2 separate regions of the Oryctolagus cuniculus genome follow, and region 1 is linked to region 2. A link is a contact called in public Micro-C data. All regions are on one chromosome and are shown on one strand. The core of a region is the stretch at or near the end of the contact, and the rest is flanking DNA. Distances in the headings are between cores, read along the strand shown.

Region 1 (6,984 bases), core at 3,978-6,477, 180 kb before region 2:
CATTTGGGGAGTGAACCAACAGATGGAAGACCTTTCTATGTCCATGTCTCTCTCTCTATAACTCTGCCTTTAAAATAAATAAATAAATCTTTAAAATGACTATTTAGTCACAAATAAGGAAACTGTGTGTTTCAAAACAACAAAGAAAGTAATGAAGACTATGTTTTCAGAAAGGACATGCACTCACCGACTTGAGTACACAGAAACACATGCAAACACACCAAAACAAACAATAAAAATGAATAAAAAATTCAATAAGTTTTTAAGTTTATTACAAAAATAAGCATCTTCCTAGTCTTAGAAAAGTCCATCCATAAGATACCCATAAAGTGAAAGTAAAATTCTCCCAAAATCTTGTCCATTTTCTTCACTGCCCTTTTCCAACAGGTACTAGAGTCGTGTGTAGTCCTCCAGACATTTCTATGCATCTGCACACAAGTCAATCCTTTAACACACACACACATGCACACAAATTACAGCATTCTACATGAAGTTTGGGACTTGTTTTTAAATGATGTATTCTGATCACTTTTCCCTTTCAGCAAATTTAAAACGTCTTTATTTTTTCACAATTGCATAGTATTACATTAGGCTCTTCTTAATCAGTTCCCTTCTAATAGAGAATTACACTGATTCCAGCTTTTCAGGACTGTAAGCCACGCTGCAATGAGCACCACTATTCAGAACATCTTCATGCACTGACTTCGATTTTGTGCGAAGGATAAATTCCTACAGAGGACACTGTGGCAAGCAGCAGGGCAGGCAGCATCCACTTCTCCCATCTCCTCAACCAATTCCGGGTACTGCTTGTCCTTTTAACCTTCTACAATGCTGTAAATGAAAAGGACATGTCGTTTTCACCTGTGTCTACTTAAGAGTGAAGATGAGTGTTTATCAACCAGTTGCATTGCCTTATCGCAAATGTATTTTCTATTGTGTTACTCTTCTCTCTCTTTTCTACCAAATTTTTACAAGTTTTCTGCCAGCGTTCAATCAAACATGCTGTAAATACTCCTCCAGTTTAGATGCTTAACTTGGTTTGTGATGTTTTCAGCACTACAGAAATGTTTATAGTTTTATCCAATTAAACCTATGTGTATGCTTCCGCACAGTTTCAGTTTCGAGCTATACTATGGAGCTTTCTCAGGCAAAAACTGGGAAGAAAGTGTTTATGTAACTTCTACATCATCGCTTAAATACTGTCAACAATATGGAGGTGCCAATACCCTCAGAGGCAGCTCCCTTCCAATACCATTATTTAACAGAAATAAGTCAGTTACGCTGTCTCTGAAACTTCCCTATGATCAACTACCATATCAAAGGCTTCAATTCCTTCCAAGGAGTTGAAAATAGTAACTACCAAGCAGGTTTAATTTCTGGCAAGCCACAACTCTTTTGTACCTCAATCTTCAGGTCATCTTCAACAGCATAAATGCAAAATAAAGCCCAATAACTAGGTCTTCCCTATTGTTGCTATAATCTAGTCACTGCTACAAAAGTCACTGAATACTTCCTGTATAAACAAACTTGCAATTTCACAATGCCAAAAAACTGATTATTGTGCTATCAACGCAGTATACTGGTCTTCTCCATCTCAGGTTCTAAGTAAAATTCTACCTCAAGTCACAATTATAAAATAAGCCACTTGAGTTTGTGTATGAATTCAAACCACGACTTAAAAGCTAAATTAGATGGCTAATGTAGCCACTCTCTCCATTCCCCCATCAAGGGGGCAAAATAAATAAATAAGCAAAATAAATAAACAAAGAGGAAAAAAAAAAAAAAAACCTGGTCATAAGTTTTCCTTACAGTGCCAGCTTGCCAGGCATTTCACAGCCTTCCATCTCTAAGCCGACTGGCACAACAAGTCATACAACTTGGAAGTTAAGGAAATTGGCAGAACTCAGAAGGGAAAAAAGAATACTTTCCACAATTTGCACAGCACTTGTTTAGCGCATATGTAAGTGTTTCCAAAGTGGTGGTCAACTCTTCAAACTACTCTGGGAGCATCACAGCACTTCACGTCAACTGCTGCCAATTCCATGCAGTGGCCTCCTTCCCCTTCGGGGACTATTCAGAAAGTTACTATTTTCTTTTACAACTACTCACCCAGGCCTCTTCCACTGATGAAAGCAGGCAAAGCCCACGCTGTGTGTCTGTCTCCTAGAGAAGATTGCATCTTTTATTTATCGCCCCTTGGCTTTATTTTCACAGTGAATTCCTGGCTTAAATGCAATCAGCCAAGAAACCCTCCCTATGTGCTCTCCTGTCATTCCTCATTGCTTGCAAGCAGAGTCAAGCACAGAGGGGGGAAAAAAACCCTCGACACGGCCAGCCAAGCCATAAAACTCCGCAGACTCTAGTCTGTTATACTGAGAACCCAGAGACCGGCTTCCATCCGTTTCAACTAGGCAGGAAACAAACAACCCTCTCCCCAACCACCCAAATAGGTGTAACCTGAAAGAATGTTAATTAGACTTTTAAAAAAGGGGAGGGGGACAGAGAGCCGCAAAAGCTAACCCCCCTCCAGACAGAAGGAAAGGTTGCTGGGCATAGAAAAGGCAACACTGGGGAACTGGGGGCTGCCTTTGGAAATAAATGACCATGCAGAAAATCACGTTTGCAGATTGCATTAGAATTCAAATTAACCAGACAGGATTAAAACAAATCTTAATTCTCTCTTGGGGCCCTCATCCAGACCCCCACCCCACTCCCAAAAGAGAAAGATAAAAGGAACTGACTACAGAAAAAAACAGAGGAGATTAAGTTTAAAATCAAAGAGACAGAGATGCTTCCAAATCTATCCCCATTCATTTGGTATCCTGTCCACCACCATTTCAAGTAGACTAACGTGGGAGGGGGTGGGAAAATATGCCATTTGCAACCAGCAGAAAAACACGGAGAGAGGGGAGTTTCACTACAGCATTGTTCTTTTCATTCCGGCTCCAACATTCCCATCTCTAGGGCTGAAAGAGATAACTGGACAGGAAAAGAAAACACACACACACACACACACGCACACACGCACACGGAGAAGGGGGTGCCGGAGCCGCTTTTAGACCGGGCATTTAAGAAAACTCTGCCAGAGAAAGGAGGGCTGTGTGCAGCTTTTAAATCCCAAGTCCTTCTCTCGCCTTTGTCAAATATCTTCTACTTTACAAGCCCTGAAAAGAAATAGAGAGACTCTTTTGTTTGGTTTCCCCTTTTCCGAGAGTGACAAAAAATGGAAAGGGACACAAACCTGCGACAGAGAACAAAGTGCGGGGTCGTGGCGGGCGGCCGAGGGAGCCGGCGGCAGCCCTCCGCCCCGCGCCCGCGCAGCCCCGGCCGCGGGCACCTCCCGCGGACCCCCCAGCGCACACCAAACTCCGGCGGCCGCGCGCAAACCGGGAGACGCGAGCGGCTCCGGCCCGGGCTCGCGCCCCTTCATCAGGGGGCAGCCTTGCGGGGCGAGGGCCCTCCGGAGGCGCGGTGCAGCCCGCCGCCGCCGGTCTCCTGCGCCGCTCGGGGGTCCCGGAGGACCACAGTTAAGGGAAAGGCATTCGCGGCCGGGGCGGCCGGGGCGGCCGGCCGGAGCCCGCCCGGGCCAGACGCCGCAGCGCCCCGAGCGCCACCGTCGCTCGCCCGTCGGAGCCCGGAGCGGAGCGGCCGCCGAGCGGCTTTCAATGGATTATGTATTCCCCTCCCCTCAGATCGCGGGGGGCGGGGGAGAGAAAGAAAGAGGAGCGAGCGACAGACAGGGGGAGACGGGGTGGGGGGGCGCCGAGCGGCCCGGCCCCGGCCGGCATTGTCTGTGCGGCCCGCGCCCCCTCCCCCGCCCCGCACGGCCCCGCCACTCTACCCTCGCCGGAGCCCGGCCGTCCGCCCGCGCCTTTGTCCGCGCCCACCCCACCCCACCCCCGAAAACAGGCGAGCGGCCCCTCTGGGATGTGCTCCCCGGGAGGAGGGCGGGGAGAGGAGCGCGGGCCGGGGGCGCCTGCACCCACCCAGCCGACCCCGCGGAGGGGCGCGTCCTGCTGATTCATTTCGCACTCGCGCCGGCCCGTCCGGGGAGACCGGGGCGGGAGGAAATGGGCGCTCCGTTCGCGAGGACAGTCCGGGCCGGTGAGGGCACCGGGCGGGGATGCGGGCGCGCCTCGGGCTGGGGCGGGGGGGGGGGCTGTCCGCAAAGGAGGAGCGGGAGACCCCGGCCCTCCCCCCGGGACGGACGGCCGGACGGCCGGACAGACGGCCTGCAGCTGCCCCGTGACTCACCGACTTGCAGGACGTTGTCTACGCAGCCGCCCTCCAGCAGCGCGATGCCCCGGCGGAAGGGCAGCCGCGTCTCGTCGCCGCCGTCCGCCGCCCCGGCGGCCCCCACCGACGGGGCCCCGGCCCCCGCGGCGGCGGCGGCGGCGGCGGCAGCGGCGGCAGCGGCGGCGGCGGCTGAGGTGGCGGCCGGCGAGGACGAGGAGCCGCCGCCGCCGCCCGCGCCGCCCGCGCCGCCGCCCGTGCCACCGGGGCTGCCGCTGTCGTCGCCGGGGCCGCCCGCGGCGCCGCCGCCGGTGTTGAAGGACGAGTACATGCAGATCTCCCGCTCGCTGCGGGGGAAGGACCAGTAGACGATGCGGCGCTGCACCGGCTCCGGGATGCGCTCGAAGCGCTCCTCTACGCGCTGGAACGGCCACTTCTCGGCCACCCTGCGCGCCGCGATGTCCAGCAGCGATTCGGGGCTCTGGGTCTTGCCCGGCGGCAGCAGCCCCAGCGCCGCGCCGCCCCCGCACGCCGCCGCCGCCGCCGCGCCGCCCGCCCGCGGGCCGGGCCGACAGGCAGAGCTGTAGCCGCCACCCGCGCCGCCGCCGCCGCCGCCGCCGCCGCTGCTGCCCCCGCCGCCGCCACCGCCGCCGCCGCCGCCGCCGCCGCCGCCCGGCCGGCAGCAGAGCCGTTTCGCGGGAGGAGGCTGCTGTCCGCGCTCCGCCATGACCGCGCCGCTTCTAACCCGACAGCGGAAGTGCCGGGACCCTATAAACGGCACAAGGAAGCGCGACACGCACACGCCGTCGCGACGCCACGCTGCCATCTAGGGCCCGCCGCTCCTTGTACGGGCACAGGAGGTGGGGCCTGCTGCCTGACGTCGAAGTCGAGGCGGGGCTCCGATAGGGGGAACCTGGGGCTGGGGGCGGGGCCTATGCAAATCGCTGGGCTGAAACATAAATAGAGCACTCCGCGGACACGGGGGTGGCGGGGGCGGCCGGGTTGGATGCGCGGTGGGTTGTGAGAATGTCAGGCTCCTGTGACGCGGGAGGCGGGGCCCAGGCGGGGTTCCCGCGGGAGGGGGCGGGCCGCCGGGCCGGGCCTGAGGTGGGTGGGTCCCTGCGCCCCCTGCCTGCTCAACTTCCCCCTCCAGCTCCCGGCTCGTCTTTGATGTCCGACAAGTGAGGACGCGCCTCGTGGGTCGCAGCGGGGAGGGCAGGGAAAATGGGGGTATGTAAAGGGGAGGGGTCTGAGCTAAATGGGGGGCGGGGTCCGCAGGGCGATGCCCCACCCCGCCCCACCCCCGTCCGCCTGCCCGCCGTTGGGGAAAAGCCTCTGGGCGGAGGAGGCGCTTTCAAAACAAAGAAATGCGGCATGGAGCCCGGGGGACGCGGGTGGGGAGGAAGGCGGAGGAGGCGCGGCCGAGGCCGCCCGGCTGCCCGCTTCCCTTCCAGCCAGTCCGGGGGAACTTCCCCCACCCCCGGCCGAGGCTGCGGCGGCGGCGGCGGGGAGCGGGGCTGCGCGCGGCGGCTTTTTCCCCCACTTCACTTTCGCAGACCCGGGTGGGCAAGGAGCGTCCGTTCCGCTGCTCCGCGTGGCTGCAGCTCCGCAAGCGCTGAGCCCCGCCGTCCGCTCTGGCCGCGGAGCCGGCCAAATGCCAGAAAATGCGCAGAGCGCTCGCAACCTACCCCGGAGCCGCCGGCCGCGCGTCCCGAGCCGGCCGCAGCCGCAGCCGCCGCGCCGCGCCCCGCCCCGCCGCCTCGCTCCCCCAGCGCCTGCGGCCGGGAAGCTGGAGCAGCCGCGCCCGGAGACCCTGCTCGGGGTGGAGCGTGCACCGGGGCAGTGCGTTTAGCAAACACACCTTTGTGAGTACACACGCCGCGGGGGCGGGCGACACCCCCACGGGCCGCTCGGCTGCGCCCGGCGGCGGACACGGCTGCGAGCGCACCCCGTGCGCCCTCGGGTCTGCGGCCCTGCCCGGAGCCGGGCGGGCGCTCGGGACGCGCGCCGCGCTGGCTGTCGCGGGCGGCCACTCCTCCCGGGGCCCGGCGGGGCAGGGGCGCGGACGAGGGGCGAGGGCGCCGGCTCAGGCGGAGCCGCCAGCCCCGCTGTGAAGCGGGGTTCCCGCGGACACGCTTCGCCCCGCGCGGAGCCGGCGCGCGCGTTAGGGACTGCCTTCCTCCGCCGCCCCCTCTGTGTTTACTGTCAACAGCGTTGGAGATAGTGTCCCGCTGTCGGCGATAAACCCTATCTCCTTTGACACTTTCGCATCTCTTAAGGCCACGGGCTGCCGCCCTCCTGCCCGCCCGCACAGCCACGAAAAATCACGCGCGGAGGCCGATCCCGCAGACCCTGAGCCTTGCGTGGCTCCGTCGCGAGTCCTGGGCTGCGGGTCCCTGGGGCTGCGACGCGGGCGGACTTTCCATGGCTGCCTTACTTGCGAGGAAAATTTTGGTAACACGATGTTTTTTATGCATCCGTCTGGTATTTTTCTGGGCACCTCCTCCACGCCTAGGAAAAGGCCCGGACAGAAGGCTCGTTTTGGACAAATCGAAGGCGAAGTCTCTCTCCATTTGTTTTGTTCCTGGATGTCTTTTAAAGATAAAAGTAGTTTTTGATGTTTTTAAACCTTTTAGGTGATAGGACAAGAAAGTAAGCTAAAAGGGTAAACTACAACTTGGGCTCTATTTTGCCTTCAGCAACGGCCATGGTAGGAGTTTAACAGATATGGTTTGTAGATCACCCACAAAG
Region 2 (6,860 bases), core at 1,647-4,146:
AAAGACTCATTAAGTAGCTTTAAAAAAATGCGGGTGGATAGTGAACATGTTTGTATCCTATGCTGGCGTGCCTGAGTTCCACACTCATCGCTGGGTCCTGATTCCAGCTTCCTGTTAATGTAGTCCCTGGGAGGCAGTGGTGGTGGTTCAAGTAAGTGGGTTCCTGCTAACCATATGGGAGACTTGGACTGTGGCCCAGGCTCCTGGCTTTGTACTACCGTCCCCACTATTGTGGGCATCTAGGGAGTGAACCACTGGATGGGAGCTCTGTCTCTCAAATAAATGAACATTTAAAAAATTCTTGACTATCCTCTTTGAAATAGTAATAAAATTAATTCTTTAAAGTCATATAAGTATACCTGAAGTTGGTTTACTCACAAAATGCCCACAATAACTAGGGCTGAGCAGGGCTGAAGCTAGGAACCAGGATTTAATGTTTCTCCTACATGGGTGGTAGAGACTCAAGTACTTCAGCTATCACCTGCTGGCTCCCAGGATACACATTAGCAGGAAGCTAATTCCAAAGTAGAGGTGGGACTGAAACCCATGCACTGCAATACAGGATGCAGGTGTCTTAAGTGCAGCTTAACTCTTGTGCCAAACACTTGCTCCTCACACTTGCCCCTAAATTGGTATTCTGAAAGATAGTTAAGACAGAATAGAAACCTGATTAAGGATCTGTTCAAGGAAGACCTAAAGAAAACTGGCAATGCTGTTTCTTCTAAATATCTTACTATGCTGCTGTTGATGAAGCAAAAGGCAAAAAAATAGCCGAGTCTGTTCAATTTGTAGGTGTGTGGTTTTTTTTTTTTTTTTTTTTTTTTTTTTTTTTTTAATTACAGGCAGAGTGGACAGTTAGAGAAAGAGAGAGAGAGAAAGGTCTTCCTTTTGCTGTTGGTTCACCCTCCAATGGCCGCCGCGCTGATCTGATGGCAGGAGCCAGGTACTTCTCCTGGTCTCCCATGCGGGTGCAGGGCCCAAGGACTTGGGCCATTCTCCACTGCACTCCCTGGCCACAGCAGAGAGCTGGCCTGGAAGAGGAGCAACCGGGACAGAATCCGGCGCCCCGACCGGGACTAGAACCCGGTGTGCCGGCGCCGCAAGGTGGAGGATTAGCCTAGTGAGCCGCGGCGCCGGCCTTAATTTGTAGGTTTTTAAAAGCTGAAAAGCCACTAGAGATCACCCAGTGTGCAGAAGAGGAAACAGGTTCCGAGTGATGCATCAGCAAATTCAGGCTAGTGGTGAGACAGGATCCGTGACCTTCAGCCCCCAAGTTCAGACTCACTGCAGAAAGTAACCCTTGGTAATCGTTCCTGGGCTTGTAGCCTGCTCCGTAACTAGAAGCTAGATCAGTGAAATTCGATTGTTGAAGACACGGGCTAGATTGCAGGCAAGACCTGCCTACAGAGGTTTCCGACTTGTGTGCCTTTTCTTCCTGCCTGGGACTCCTATGCTTTTAACCTGAGATGTACCAGAACAATTCCTGGGAGGAAGTGATTGGAAAAACCGTCTACCCAGGATTCAAACTGGCCTCTGGAAGAAACGGTGTTAAAATAATAAATTCAAAGCCGTTCTTTGATTCACTGCTTGGGTGTTTAAAAAAAATCCAGATAATTCTAGCGAGTAAAGTTTTCAGTGCACACAATCCTGCGACTGAGTCTGCTCTTTCTGGCTACCACAGGTACAGGCGAGGTCTAGGCAGGCAGACTTTGAAACCATCATCCAGGTTTTCAAACAAGAATGAGTAAGACAACTGCTGGTAATACAACATGCAAACATTAACATATGCCCAAGGAACAGTATTTTAGATCGTTACATTATCTGCCAAAAGCCTGTTCCCTGGTAAATAATAGTTACTGTTGTTATACCTAAACTAGTTATACATGTCACAGCTTGCTCCTCAAAGAACATGCTATGGTCTTTCAAGAATAAAAACCTGCTTTGTTTGGCACACAACAGCGAAGAGGTCTTGCAACATTTGCCAGAGGTAATCAAACAGAGCAGCTCCGTGCAAGCAACAGCAAAATCTGGTCACCAACCAAAGCAGAGCTAAGCTTTCAGTTCCTGAAGATCAGAAGACAATATTAACTCACCCTTTCTGCTTGTTGACTTTTGCATCGCTGTATTTGTGTATTGAAAGAACAAGTACCTCTGTGGGAACTCTATGCCCTGGCAGTTTAATTATTTATCAAGTTTACTTTGGACAAGTATCGATCATTCTTTTGTGAAATGAGTGAAGTTCTTAAATTAAAAACAAACAAACAACAGAACGCCGTTCTCACGCGGCATGGCTGCATCGCCCCTTCATGACGAGGTTCAGGAGACCCCTCACGGCTCCGCGGCTGCTTTGTCTGTCTGCTCTACGTGAGGACTTCGCGATCGTCCGGGCCGGTTCTCCACCAGCTCGCCAGCATCCGTCAGGGCACCATCGCCTGGACCCGGCGGCTGGTGAGGGCCGGGGACCATTGCCTCCCCCCCGCCGCTCGGGGTCTGGGGTCTGGGCCTCCCGCGGCCGGAGACCTCACGCCCCCGGGACCCTCCGGCTCTCCGGCTGCAGCAGCAGCGGGTGCTGCTCCCCCGGCCGGCCTCGCGGAAGACCCCATAGTTTCGGACCCGCTCCTGCAGGCCTGAGGCCGCACAGCGCCTGGTCGCACACCCCTTCGCGCCCGGCCGGCGGCCAGCGCGTCGGGCTGCGGTCCCCGCGGGGAGTCCCCGCGCCGCGCGGCCTCACCTGCCGCTCCCCGGAAATCTCGGCGCCGCCGGGCCCTCCCTCCCCTCCGCGTCCTCGAAGTCCAGGTCCCGGGGCCCAGCGAGCCCCCGCGCAGCCGGAACTGGCCGCCGGCCCTCCCCACGCCCAGGTCCCGGCGGGGCCCGTCTGTGGGCGGGACGCGAGGGCCGCGGCTTCCGCCTTCCTGCTTCCGGCCGGGCGGCGCGCGGGGAGCGGGAGTCCGGGCCCCCGGCGCGCGCGGGAGTGGAGCCTGGTGGCGGCCGCTGCCGTGCGGAGCGGAGCGGAGCGGAGCTGGCGTCGCAAGGTGCGGCGGGGTCGACCGCGGGCCCCCGGGCTTGCGGGGCTGTGCGCGCCCCGCCCGGGCCGCGGCGGGTCGAGGAAGCCTGCGTTTTGCAGGCCCGGGGGCAGCGGTGAACGTGGCCCCGAGCGCCCTGGGCCCCGATGGGGTAAGGAAGGAGGAAAGGACAAAGGAGCGAGTGCGGGCGGCGGCCCAGGGCCCCGCACCCCCTTACCTCGTGGGGTGCCTGGCAGGGCTGGTGGCGAGAGGAAGCCCCGCCGACCAGTTTGCGGGGGACGGAGACGAGACAGGCGCCCAGGTCCCAGAGGAGACAGGGGAGATGCGTGTGCGCCTTTTGGACAGTAACTCGTTTCCTTGTGTTCCCAGCTGAAACTTCTGCCCTAAGACGGGTCCTTGACTCCTGCTTCACCCCCCTCTTTATTGCAGAGTTCTTTTGCTTATCTCTGAAACTTGAAGTAGTTAACTCGTCGGCCTGGAGAAAGATCCATCCCAGAAGAGCCTGGTTCGACCGTGTGGCGTAGGAAGTCTGGGCGAAGGTATTTAATGAAGTGGGAGGACACCTGGGTGTGCTCTGGTTGAAAATCGATTTTCGTTGAAAATTAGAAGAAACCATGGAAAGACATGAAAGTGGCAGTTGCCTTGAGGGGATGGGATTGCTGATGAATTTAAGTTTCTTTGGTCTGTCTCTTCCTATAAAGGACCTGAATTGTACACCAGATAACCCTTGCTTGTGCCAGGTGCTTGAGTTGGTAATGATGTACCCAAATCCAGTGAACAATACCGTGTAACTTCTCACTACCAACTTTTTTTTTTTTTTTTTACTGTTAGTGAACGTCATCGATAATTTTATTCTTGAAATAAGTAACTTAAAATACTTGATTTCCAGTAATAGGAATTTCTTAGAGGACATTGGCAGTTGTAGTAAACTCAAATAAAGGCAAGGTATTAAATGCTTATAATTGAGAAGCAATTTTACCTGTCAGTTTTAGGTTGCATATATAGAATTCAGTTTCCATTTAACACTTTATTGCAAGTAGCCTGAAAGTTGCAACTTAAGTGCTTTTTCTTTTCTCAGTTTTCAGCTCATCACCGGCATAGATTTCCCACGTCTCAGAAGCAAGCATACAGTAGAACTAGAGGAGGTGACAAAAACCAAAAACCGAGGGTCATCTGAAATTGTAACTGGCTCACTGATGATCGTTGGGCAAAGTTAAGAGATCACCATTCAAGCATAAGGTAAATGATGATTTTTTGTAATCCAAGCTGAAATCGTAAGTGGCTGTCTGTACACCCATTTCCTACCCAGCTACTCTAATTCTCCATCTTGAATAGGAGTTGACACAAATGTGGGAGGTAGAAAAGCCTTTGGGGCAAAATGGGAAATGGAACTCAAGTCCACACCAGCCTCACTTGCTGGACCCATCTTCCTTACCAACTCAGAAGGGATCAAAATGCAGGGCACCTGCCATCATTGCTCTTCTCGTGGATTAAATTATGTTTATTTCAATGGAGATCTTCAAAGCTCAAAGGGCATAAAATAGCATAAAATAGCACATAACTTTTTGCTTATGCCTTTTGGTATATGAATGTCGATGTTATGGTGGCTCTCTTAGCCTCTCTTCCACTCCTGAAAATGGCTATCCATTGCCTGCTTTTCTGTGAGAGCATTTCACACGATTGATGATTGGTACTTTTGTTAATTAGTACTCAGTAGTACTAAGGATATGTTAATGAATGACAAACAGGATTCAGTTGTTTCCTGGAATGAGCTTGTAAAACTCAAGAAGTTATAAAAGTCTGTAGGAAGCATGTGAGAATGCATACTCTGTATGACAGACTCCAAGTGGCTTTTACTTTTTATCTTCCATAACTTTGTATCTTTTAAGTGTCCCTAATCTGGTTGTCTAGTTGAATTATTTTCCTGGAGCTATTAGTTCTGGTTAAAATAGTACTACTTAGTACTTTAAAAATGAACTAAGGAATCATAATGAAATTCTGAGTTACCTGGTTGTCAGTTTGGTATAACTTTTTTAAAATTTGATTAACCACATAGTCTTTGCCCTGTTGTTGTTTCTCCCCCCTGACCAGTTTTCCTGACTGCTGCCGAGATGTTTGACATAAAGGCCTGGGCTGAGTATGTTGTAGAGTGGGCTGCAAAGGACCCGTATGGCTTCCTTACAACAGTTATCTTGGCCCTCACCCCGCTGTTCCTAGCAAGCGCGGTCCTCTCCTGGAAGCTGGCCAAGATGATTGAAGCCAGGGAGAAGGAGCAAAAGAAGAAACAAAAACGTCAAGAAAATATCGCAAAAGCTAAGCGGCTGAAAAAGGACTGAAGGTATCAACAGGTTCTGCAACCAGAGGAGAAATCATTGGAAAATGAAGCAGCTTCGGCGGGACCACCGAGGTGTCATTGGATCTGACAGTATTTAATAAATCAAATCTGAACATACAGAATAATGTCTGACCTCAATACTGTATTAACTTTTAAGACTTGGGTGTAGAAGTTTGTTGGTATCTACTGACAGTTACTTTAACTTAGCATCTGTATACAAATGGAGTATCTCTGATCTACAAATCTGAAACTCTAAAATATGAAATTTTGTGAGCACAGATATGATGCCGCAAGTGGAAAATTCCACACCTGACTTTCTGTGACGGGTCACAGCCAAAACACAGGCACACTACAAATACTGTATAAATTGACCTTCTGGCTAGGAGGAGAGAGTGTGTGTGTGTAATGATCAATTTCATGTTTAGACCTGGATCTTATATCCAAGATATCTTACGTATATGCAGACATTTCCAAAATTCAGGAGATTCTTAAACACTTAACGGTCCCAAGCATTTCAAATAAGGGATACTCAACCTGTAGCACAAATTTGTAACTGACCTAGTCTTATGCCATTTTATGGCTTAGGTACCGAAATGAAAACATCCTGTGGAGAGAAATGACTAAATTGCGAGCTCTCCTCAAGTGCTAGTTTATAACGGGGTCCTATTCTGGACCAACATTATTAAGAATGAAAAAAATGTCTTCAGAGCTGAAAAATGTGCTTTGGCTTAAAAGAGATACAGTAATTAATCATATCTTTTGTCATTATTGCTTATTTCTTAGAGTAGGGTCATTTCTGGCTTTCTCAAAGCAAAAGAGTATTTCATTTTCTGCATTTTTCTGATTTTAGCCTTTGAGACAACTGTTAATTAACACATTCTGCATTTTATAAAGAATTCTCAGTATCTTGACTGTAAAATACCACCCACTAGATATAACAATTTTTGTACTTATGAACACTGCCATTTTCTTAGAGATGAATTGTTGAGTAACACTATGATTTAAAGCTTAAAGTAAAATGCAATCGCCATAGCACCTTGAAACCATTTATGAGGGGTCTTTTGAAAGTTCACAGAAAAATGAAAAATCTATGCATGGATTTAAAAATATTTTTGCACCAAAAATAAACTTATCTTTTAATTCCAATTTTTTCATGAACTTTTTGAAGTAGCCTTGTATGCTTGTGCTAACTAGAGCTGTGAAATGGTTGAAGTGTCTTATCAGATATTTGGCTGATTGTATAGATCCTACTTTTATTCAATTCTTTAACTCAAGTAACAGTGATAAACTGTACCTTTTGATCAAACAGGTTTGAGATGAAAATTAAAATTTCGTATTTCTTTTGGAAAACTCTTAAAGAGTTAACAGTTAAGTCATACTTCCTAAGTGGCAAAAAAGGCTTGAAATTTGGAAAAATTTTGTTGAGTACAATAGTAATTGCTGTGGAGGGGATAAACTGTCAAAATAAGAATGTGCTCTATATAACTAGAAGTACAGAGCTA

What was found. Hi-C and Micro-C count contacts between places; a contact is called where the count stands out from the background.
Region 1: a Micro-C map of ear pinna shows a contact between it and region 2, with 4 times the contacts expected there. The contact joins the promoter of LOC108177293 here to the promoter of SMIM15 in region 2. A contact is called at or near these places in 3 of 6 Hi-C or Micro-C datasets (ear pinna, psoas muscle and an unstated tissue).

Annotation. Positions count from the first base shown.
Region 1 is chr14:82,191,282-82,198,265 of mOryCun1.1, reverse strand. It overlaps LOC108177293 (translation initiation factor IF-2), which reads left to right and starts at 5,227. Exons shown (of 6, transcript XR_011382059.1): 1 at 5,227-5,414. ZSWIM6 (zinc finger SWIM-type containing 6) reads right to left here and starts at 5,101. Exons shown (of 14, transcript XM_070056741.1): 1 at 4,255-5,101. The coding sequence starts at 5,059.
Region 2 is chr14:82,007,397-82,014,256 of mOryCun1.1, reverse strand. It overlaps SMIM15 (small integral membrane protein 15), which reads left to right and starts at 2,896. Exons shown (of 4, transcript XM_070056740.1): 1 at 2,896-3,032; 2 at 3,453-3,562; 3 at 4,109-4,262; 4 at 5,115-6,860. The coding sequence starts at 5,135. The coding sequence ends at 5,359. All of the region lies in intron 3 of NDUFAF2 (NADH:ubiquinone oxidoreductase complex assembly factor 2), which reads right to left.